Linked DNA regions of Mus musculus: region 2 is linked to region 1. A link is a contact called in public promoter capture Hi-C data. All regions are on one chromosome and are shown on one strand. The core of a region is the stretch at or near the end of the contact, and the rest is flanking DNA. Distances in the headings are between cores, read along the strand shown. Region 1 holds the start of Glp1r (glucagon-like peptide 1 receptor). Region 2 holds the start of Tff2 (trefoil factor 2 (spasmolytic protein 1)).

Region 1 (4,902 bases), core at 1,249-3,748:
CTGATGTGGGTTCTCTCTCTGTACTAGTGTTCTCTAGAGGAATGGAATGTATAGAATGTATACATATATGTGTGTACATATATGTATACATATATGGCTGACTCACACCAGAGATGCTGAGAATCTGGTAGATGCTGGAATCTCAGTCCATGAGACTGGGTATCTCAACAGTCATGGCCTTAGTCGTTTACCCTGAAGGCCTGTAGGATTCCTGGAGAGCTTCTGGTCTTCAGTTTGTGCTGAAAGCCTAAAGTTTATTCTAATATCAGCAAGGGAACATGGCAGTAGCAACAGTAGAGTAGACGAACTTGCCAGCAAGAGTGAAGACAAGCAGGCAAAAATCCAAGCCTTCCTTCTGCCATGCTCCTTATCCAGGCTGCCACCAGAAGATGCCACCAACATTTAGGGTGGGGGGTTTCCATTTCAAAAAATCTGACCAAGAAAGCCCCTGAAGGGAATGCTGATTCTATTCAGGTTGACAAACAAGGTTAGCCCTCATACTCAAAGCCAGTATGGTTAGGTATATTAAACCCTGATGGTCCATGTAGGATACCCTTCACCACTCCAGAAGTCTGTGAAGGATGCTTCTGACTGTAGTTCTTTACCTTTACATCAGAATCAGGAGCCCAAGTAAAATTTTCTTCAAAATGTTCTTAGACTTGCTGGACAGTGGTGGCGCACACCTTTAATTCCAGTACTTGGGAGGCAGAGGCAGGTGGATCTCTGTGAGTTCAAGACCAGCCTGATCTACAGAGTGAGTCCTAGAATAGCCAGGGCTACGTAGAGAGAGCTTGTCTAACACAACAAAACACAGTGCTCAGTCTGTGGAGTGGTGTTATTAGCTATAAAAAGCAGAATAACGAAAGGTACATTGCTTAACTGTGCCTGTGACAGCCCAAAATAAAAAGTACCTTTTCCAGCCTCTCTTGAAACTAGGGATGGCCATGTGACTAAATTCTGATGAGCAGGTGGGGAATTGATGATTGCTGTCTTCAGGACAGGTCCCTCTGGGCAATCAGCTGGTCCTTCCCTGCAGCTGGACTTTTGATGTCCTGATTGGTTCTAAAGCGAGCCACTTCGGGTCATTTAGGTAGATGCTGGTACCAGAAAAGCGAAAAGATCTGGAGACCTTGATGAGCAGAGAATGGCTACTCACTCCAACCTGGGCTGAAGTTCCAGCTTTGCTTTCCGTAAAAGCCCTAGTTAGATCATTTATTTGGATGGATGGTCCTGACAGCTAAACAGCCAAGCCTGTGTGGCACACAGGGGGAACCTGCTTGACCTCAGGCTGGGGCTAAAACAAGGGACTCAAAGGCAGAGCTCACCAGAAGGGAGCTTCTCTCTCTGAGTGGAGCGCGCTCCGCACCTCTCTTGGCTGTCTCCCTCCGCGGGATTGAGCACTGGATGTATAGACCCACTTCCTGCAGGACTTTGGGAAGTTCTGTAATCTCTAAGAGTTGCAGCTATGCATCCAATCTCTCTTCTCTTCCAGAATGGTCCAGACTAGCCCTAGGCAGGTCCAGGGCTGAGTAGAGCCACACCCAACTTCCTTATACTAGTTCATGGTGGGGGGGGGGTGCATCCTCTTGCCTTCCTCAAGAGGTTAGTGGTACACCTCGGCTTGCCTGTCCCACTTATTAACTCACAGAAGAGGTAGGAGTCTGGAGCTCTCCCGACCTGTACTGCAGCCAAGGGCAAAGGTGTGGTGTAGGAAGACAGACTGAAGTGCATAGGGTAAGCTAGTCAGGGCACACATTGTAGCAGGCCCAGGGACAGCAAGGGGTGGACAGGGAACATTTGGAAAGTTCTAGAAAAACAGAATCCAGCCTCAACCCTCTTCACCCTGCAATTTCTAAAGTTTTAGATAGAAAGGACCCTAAGGACTCTTCTGGGATCTCTTGTCCTGATCCCTACCACCTTGACTGCTGTGCAGGCCCAGAAGGCTGGGCTTGGGATGAGGAGAGGATTGGGGAAGTAGGTGGCACCCAACTAGTCCGATCTTTCTTCCCTAGTAACTAGCAGCTTGTGGGATACTTTCCAGAAGTCTGACCAACACTATGACCTTGTACCAATCCTACACCTTTCCTGGCCTCAGTTTCCTTTTGGAAGCACTGACTCGGTGGGGGCGTGGCTTTCCTTAGTTGAGGGGGAGCCAGGAGGAGATCGGGGTGCGGGGGTGGGAGGCGGGCTCCACTGGTCGCAGCGAGCTGGCCAGGCGCAGGCACCACAGGCGCTCAGAGCTAGAAGCTCCGCTCCTGCGGCTCTTAAACCTGAGTGGAGCCCGCGGGGAGCACAGCGCCGAACATCTCCTGGCCCGGGACGCTGGAGGCCGGTCTGGCCCCGGGCCTCCTGAAACCCAGGCGGAAGAGGACAGGGACCCCGCCCGATCCCTCCTGCGGACGGGCGGGGCGGCCCCACGCCAGCTCCTCCCCCCGCAGCCCGGCAGGGATCAGTCGCGGCGCGCGGTTCCGCAGGTGGCAGCTATGACCCAGTCCTGAGCGCCCAGCCATGGCCAGCACCCCAAGCCTCCTGCGCCTGGCGCTCCTGCTGCTCGGGGCGGTGGGCAGGGCCGGCCCCCGCCCTCAGGTGAGCCCTGGGAACCCCGGTGACAAATGGGAGGGGGACGCTGCGGTGTTCTGCGGGCACAAGAGCTAGCGGAGGGGCTCCTGGACTTGAGCAGAAACTCCGGGACCCCAGACAGGGGAAGTGCAAGGCTCAGGCGAGGAAGAGACAGAGGAGTTGAGGAGTCCAGGTGGGGATTGGACATGAGGTGACTACCCTCATCCTGAAGAGCTGCCTCACTTCTCGGCTCCAGCTGCTCTGTCAGGGCACCAGCTGCCCCAGGGTTGCCCTGCTCTGACTTCTGCGACCCGTCTTTGTCCCTTATTACTTTCCCAACTCCTTTTCCAAACCCACTGGCACTCTGCCTTCCCTCTGTACTCAGAACCCCTGCGGTGCCTTCCCCTGCACTCCTCCTGGGCTTCCTTGTGTATGGGGTACCCAGGAAGCTCTAGAGGACCGAAGGGGCCTGGTTGTAGAAATGCAGCTTCCTCCCATCACCTCATCACAGTCTTTGACTCATAGCCCCAGGGACCCTGCAGCCTGTTGTCCTTCCTGATGACCTCCCAGGTGGCACTGACTTGCCACCTCCACCCCAGCCTCTGCAGCAAACATGCAGCAGGTTCCCTGTTTCTTCTGGATCAGCCAGGCCCTCTCATACACTCGGCTAATACCCATCCTAGACCCCCTTGGATTAATAACCCACCAGAAAGAATACCGAGGGTCACCGGAACATCCAACCTCCTTGGTGTCGCCAAAGACTAGGTCGCAGCTGGACTCTTGTGGGCTCTTCTCTGACTCTCTCTGACCTGCCTGTGAATCCTGCCCCAGGCTCCTGCCCTGGCCATGATGGCCAGCTGCTTGTATGGAGGGCGGTTGTTCAAATGTGCCAGGATACCCTTGCATAGAAGAGGCCCAAGGCTGGGCAGTGTTCCTATAGAAGGGAGTACTTTACACATCATGTCTTGTGTCCACCTCCAGAGCTAAAGGGCTTAACCGTTGGGGAGTGGGCCTGCATCCGTTTGAGCTTGGTCTGACATAGGAGGGCACAGACCTCAGCCCTGGCTGAGAACCGAGTTGTGGACAGAGGTGCCTCCCCAGGAAGTGCACTGTCTCAGCTCCCAAACCCTTTCCCAGATTAATCCTCTCCCTGTTCTCCAGGGCCAACTGTCCCCAAGAGATACCTTCCCAGTCTCTGGCACTGCCTCTCTGTTCCCCTGCAGGCCATGGCTTTCCTGGTGACATTGGGATCTTTCCAGCCACAACCGCAGATTCGCTGCTCAGTTCCTTCTTGTGAGGCAGGATGGTGGGGATTTGAGCCTTCTGGTCCTAGGCTGCTGTGGGTCACATTTGCAGATTAGGTTGAGAGTGAGGGGACAGAGCCAAGCTTGAGGCCTTCCTTTCTTCTCCCTGCAAGACTCCCTCCTCTAATGTCAAGCATCTTGACCCTTACTCCAGCCCTGGTTCATAAGAGCAGAAATGCAGGTGCTGAAGAGACACACTGGAGCTTTGATGGGGTGCCCTTGTTATGGCGAGTACTAATGTCTCCGGTAGCCGCCTGCAGAGGTGTGTGTGTGTGTGTGTGTGTGTGTGTGTGTGTGTGTGTGTGTGACAGGCAGCTTTAACGTTAGATTGCAATAATTACAGCACAACCGCATGGACCCTGGAAAGACTCAAGAATAAATTTTGTATTTTACTTTCTGTCTGTGAGATCACCTTCCTGTCATTCGTGGTAGGGTGAGTACTCAGAAACAGGGTTCCCTAGGTGGTAGGGTACAGCAGCTTAGGGATGGGGGAGCAAAGAGAGTGGGACCCCAGCTCTTGGCCCATGCCTTCCTCCTGCCCGGTGGGCATGAAGGCCAAGGGAGCAGGTCTGGTGAGGGCAGAAGTTGCTTCCCTGCAAATTAAGGGATGGTTGAGCTAACTTGTGCCAAACGTGACCTAGGCTGTTCCAGTGTGCTTTCTGGGAAGGACCACTCCTCTCACCCTGTTCCCTTCTACCCATAGACCCTCTATGAGGGAGCTGGGCTACTGAGAAGCTAAGCAAGCATTTGACACTTGACGTTCCAACCGGGTGGAACTGGGTTCTGAGGTCAGGTCTGATCTTTGCTGGAACTCTTTAGCAGGACCCTCGATGATCCTAAACCCAGTTTCTCTATCAGTAAAACAGGGATCATAGGGTCTGACATGGAGGGATGGAGGGTCCCTAAGGGGACCCATTTCTGAAATGGCAGCTTGAGGCCTCTGGGAGAAATGTCCTTTGGAACCTGGTGTGTCCCCAGGCTGCAGAGTACAGCCTGGTGCAGGATTGTTGCAAGCCCCTGGCCTCTGTACTCCAACAAA
Region 2 (4,902 bases), core at 1,138-3,637, 240 kb after region 1:
TACACACGCACATGTACAAGTACACATACAAATACATACACACTCAGAGGTGTACACACACGGAGGCGCACACACACAGAGATACGATACACAGAGTACGCACACACAGAGGTATACATACAGATACATACACACAGGTACACAGGAACAGTAGTCATGTACACATACAGGTACACATACGGATATAGACACACAGGTACACACTCAGACACAGACACACACACACACAGGAGGGACCCTCAGCAGGTGAGTGTGGGTGGGAATGGCTCTTGCCAGGTTCCAGGCAGGCCCCACCGACAACCATTACCTTCCACAGACTGTGGGAAGAAACACCAGGGCACTTCAAAGATCAGGTTGGAAAAGCAGCAGTTTCGACTGGCACAGTCCTCGGGACTGATGCCCGGGTACCCACAATTCTTGCGAGCTGACACTTCCATGACACACTGCTCCGATTCTGGTTGTGAGGAAGAGCAACATCCAAGGCTTTGTCAGGCTGGACACTCACTGAGGGCTACAAGGTCTGCCTTCTTAGGGACACTGAATTTGCAGGCTCTGAGTGTCCCAAGGAGCTCCTTGGGGGTGGCGTCTCTCAGGAGAGTAATGCCCAAGGACTGGTTGTCCTCCCCACAGGAGGGCACTAATGTTGGGAGGTGATCACAGAACTTTTGCAGAACTGGGGCCTCGGGAAAACCACGTTACCTTCTCTGGACTCAGCATTGAGCTCTGTGAAATAAGAGCAGCCCACTGTACCACGCCCAGAAGCTTGAAGACATTGATATCGAAAGGGACCCTGGACGCAGCCACTAACCTACCTGGTTTTTCTTCAGAGCATGCTGGTCATTTGGGAGGATATTCCCTACCACGAGTGCCCCAGTGGCAAAGCCCATGCCTGCGGTGAACTCACACACAGCTGGCATTCTTGTGCGTACTGTATTCACAGTTTGCCCTGGCTTGAAACCCATCATATCTGATGCCTCCACGCCCCCTTCCCAAGCTGCTTTGGAAGTTACATTTTTATGTACAGGCCAATGGTAGATTTAGGGTATGGGATGGGGATCGGGGAGGGGGTAAGGGTATAGAAGAGGCATTTAAGGCTTCCTTCGTGTTAACCTGGGCTAGCTCTAGCTCAGCTAGGCTTCCAAGCACCTGCTGTAGACCTTGCCCAGGGCCAGGTCCTAAGCCGACAGCTGGCAGAAGGACCTGGCTCTCCAAAGTTTACCTTGGTTTGGAAGTGGGTGGAAACACCAAGGGACCCCAGCGACGCTAGAGTCAAAGCAGCATCCAAGATCAAAGCACTGCTCACTGGTGATGCCCGGGAAGCCACAGTTCTTTCTGTTGTGGGGTGTCAGCCTGGAGCACCGACAGGGGGCTGTGGATAGAGCGAGCCATCATGGTCATCCCTGCCCAGCATGCTAGATGCTTCTTCCAACCTGCCCTGGGAGCTTAGGACACTTGCAGAATCTCATTGCCCAAGGGGTGACATGAGGTCTTATTTTGCCCATGTTAAAGCTATCTGGCTTCCTCCTGGGGAAACCAGGGGAGGCTTTTATTGAAACCATTTCATTTGTGAAAGAAAGAAAGAAAGAAACAAAGAAAGAGGGAAGGAAGGAAGGAAGGAAGGAAGGAAGAAAGAAACAAAGAAAGAAGGAAGGAAGGAAAGAAGGAAAGAAAGAAAGAAAGAAAGAAAGAAAGAAAGAAAGAAAGAGAGGAAGAAAGAAAGAAAGAAAGAAAGAAAGAAAGAAAGAAAGAAAGAGAGGAAGAAAGAAAGAAAGAAAGAAAGAAAGAAAGAAGAGAGGAAGAAAGAAAGGAAGGAAGGAAGAAAAGAAAGAAAGAAAGAAAGAAAGAAAGAAAGAAAGAAAGAAAGAAAGAAAGAAAGGAAGGAAGGAAGGAAGGAAGGAAGAGGTAAAGAGAGAGAAGGGAAGGGAAGGAAGAAGGCGACACAAACCTTCTGTAAAGAGGGTGACTCTATGAACCTATGCAGAAGTCAAGGTCACAAGATAGGCCCAAGACAGCAGGCCCTCCTGTCCTCCTAACCAGGCTGACACCTGTAGACATAGCCCTTCTGAATAAGAGATTCTGGGTGAGCTTCCCACAGCAGCACCCAGACAGCAGGGTGCTGTCTAGCTCCTTGCAATCTGTCACCCTGCCTTTGTCCTTTGAGGGAACATAGAGAAAAAACCCACCTAGTCCAGGTCCTAGATGAACTACAGCCCATCACTCAAGGGGGCTCAGATCCTACCTTTCACCTGCTGGGTCTCCACGGACTTTTACTTACAAGGTTTCTCGCCCTCTACCAGAGCATGCAGTCCCAAAACCAGGACCACTGCCAGCAGGGGGGCACCTCGAGGTCGCATGTCTGCTCCACTGGACCTGGGCAGCCTGCAGAATGCCCAGTTCCCACCAGCTGGCATTTTATTGGCTCCTGTTTGTTTGCTCAATGGCCCTGATAACTGTCCCTTACTCGTGGCCCCAAGCCTCCTAGGTTCTTTGTGCAGAAAAGCTGACATGGCTCCAAGTGGAGGCCCAGAGGAGGTGGGAAAAACCCCTCCGGACATGGGCTGGGTCAGGCTGGGTCGTGCCAGGTTACTGAAAGGGGAATGGGCCACGTATGCAACTGGAATAGGGCACCCACAGGGTCACACCCAGGAAGGGATTAGCCTCGTGGTGTTACTCTGGGTAAGGTTTGTGCCTACTGTAGAGACTTCTTAGGTTTTGTTTTTTGTTTGTTTTCTTTTTTTGTTTCTTGTTTGTTTGTTTTGTTTTGTTTTTTAAATATTTGAAGTGAATGACGCTATGGAGAAACAAAGAGCACAGAGAGAGAAGGTCATTATATCCAGGAGCCTCCCAGGGGAGGGGGAGCATCTCCAGGGGACCCAGTCTGCATTCCTGATGCAAGGCACACCCTACTTCACCTGGCTCCCTGCCAGCCCCAAGGACTGTTGTACACAGAGACCAGCCGCCAGGGCCTAAGGGAGCCGTCATGGGGCAGGCAGCTTTCTTCATCCCTGAAGCTGGACACTCTTTGCCCCGTGGGGATACTTCACTTCCCTCACACAGTGCCTAGGACTGAGATGCCCACCCATGAAATGCCCCGGAGAGGGGATTTGTAAAATGGACACCGAGGACAGAACCCAGGGGATCAGGACAACTCAGAACAGAAATGTCAGAGGAGAGAAGGAGAGGGACTGTGTGTGTGTGTGTGTGTGTGTGTCCTTTGGGGCTGAAGGAGTCTGCCCAGCTGTGGGAGATAGGCTACAGAGTCCATGACTCGGATACAGAATTTAAAAGCCTTGGCCCCATCCCAGGCTCTAAAGAGCAGACCTAAATCCTCAAAACCTCACCTGGATCCTTGCAAACCCAGCAGGGCTCTATTTCTCTGTGGCACATCCCAGCGGTTCTTTATCTCTGTGTTTATTACGTATCTTTGTTGTTGTTGTTGCTGTGCTGTTTTGGTGTCAACTTGACACAAGCCAGGGTCATCTGGCAAGAGATGGAAAGCAGACTGAGTAAGCCATGGGGGGTGGGTGGGGGGAAGCCAGTAAGCAGCATTTCTCCATGGTCTCTGCTTCAGTTCCTGCCTCCTGGTTCCTGCCTCCAGGTTCCTGCTTGGTGGTCCTGTCTGACTTCCCTCAATGACTGACTGATAGGGATGTATTGGATAAATAATTGCTTTTCTATCCAGGTTCCTTTTGGTTATCATAGCAAGGGGCAGTCAACTAGGACAGCCATCAAGATGATAAGACTTGCCAAGAACCCATTTTCTTGAACATCCTCATTCCTCCCTCCTCTCTGGCCCACATCCCAACCCAAGTTCCCCTGCCCCATCAGGGGTTCCGCCAAAGCCACCTGTCCCCTGAAGAGACATTTATCTTTCCTTTGAGCATTATCCCTTCCCCCTGTACAAGCCTGTGTCCTGATGAACAGGCTATCCATATTATGAGCACTGCACCCCCGCCCCATTCCATATAAAGTCAAGGGTACTGCACAACAATAGACAGCCATATCTGTGGGACCAGGCTGTGGGCCAATCACAGAGGCTCAGGAGAACCCCACAGCTACAGTTTCCACTTTATAGGAAAACTTATGGGTGCTGTGGATACAGACTCTGCACTGTGCCACGTCTATTGCACCTGCCTCACTGGGGTCCACTGACCCGTCTCTGATGACAAGGACTCAGTCCCAAGGTCATTGGCCCAAATCTTGGTACAGGCATAAACGGCTTCTGAACCCCAGGCAGGTCACATGCAGACTGATGGCTGCCGGGCTCTGTATCTTCTGTATCTTCTCCTGGACTCTAGGAACTTCCCCTTCTCTCTCTCTCTCTCTCTCTCTCTCTCTCTCTCTCTCTCTCTCTCTCTCAGAACCTGAACTCTCCACGGACAAAACACGGGCTTCTTTCCCGTTCAGTACACTCTCGCTTCTAGCACTTTCTCTGTGGCTACCACAGCAGCTGCTTCCTTAAATCCTAACCCTCGACTCCACAGCAGCTCAGCTCTCCTTGTCTGTGCCTCTTCTCCTCCAGCCCGACTTCCAGGGGGCTCACATCACCACCCCCCCCACTACAACACCAGGAGCACCCCGCTGCCTCCTCCAGGGCTTGCATGTGCAAGCCTCGCGCTGCTGCTTCTGCGCATGCTCTCAGACCAGCCGTGACTTCGTGGTGTGATTTTTCTCATGTCTTCTCTCCACTCCCACCTCCAGCCCCACCCCAGTCTCCCTGCACACCTTGGGGGAGATGGTGTTTATCTATTCAGGCAAACTGGAATTCCTCAGGTACTAGCCAGTCTTTCTCGGAGCACACAGAAAAAAACGGTCCAGACCACCCTCTCCTGTAGGGGACTCTAAAGCCCTGTCAAATGACAGGAATCCAGAAGAGGGAAAGAAGGCAGAGTAGAGAAACAA

Evidence for each region. Promoter capture Hi-C pulls out the DNA fragments that hold promoters and counts their contacts.
Region 2: a promoter capture Hi-C map of embryonic stem cells shows a contact between it and region 1, with 2.7 times the contacts expected there. The contact joins the promoter of Tff2 here to the promoter of Glp1r in region 1. A contact is called at or near these places in 2 of 39 promoter capture datasets (embryonic stem cells and stem cell-derived epiblast-like cells).

Annotation. Positions count from the first base shown.
Region 1 is chr17:30,899,369-30,904,270 of GRCm38.p6, forward strand. It overlaps Glp1r (glucagon-like peptide 1 receptor), which reads left to right and starts at 2,499. Exons shown (of 13, transcript NM_021332.2): 1 at 2,499-2,586. The coding sequence starts at 2,509.
Region 2 is chr17:31,141,895-31,146,796 of GRCm38.p6, forward strand. Tff2 (trefoil factor 2 (spasmolytic protein 1)) reads right to left here and starts at 2,388. Exons shown (of 4, transcript NM_009363.3): 1 at 2,276-2,388; 2 at 1,220-1,369; 3 at 308-454. The coding sequence starts at 2,354.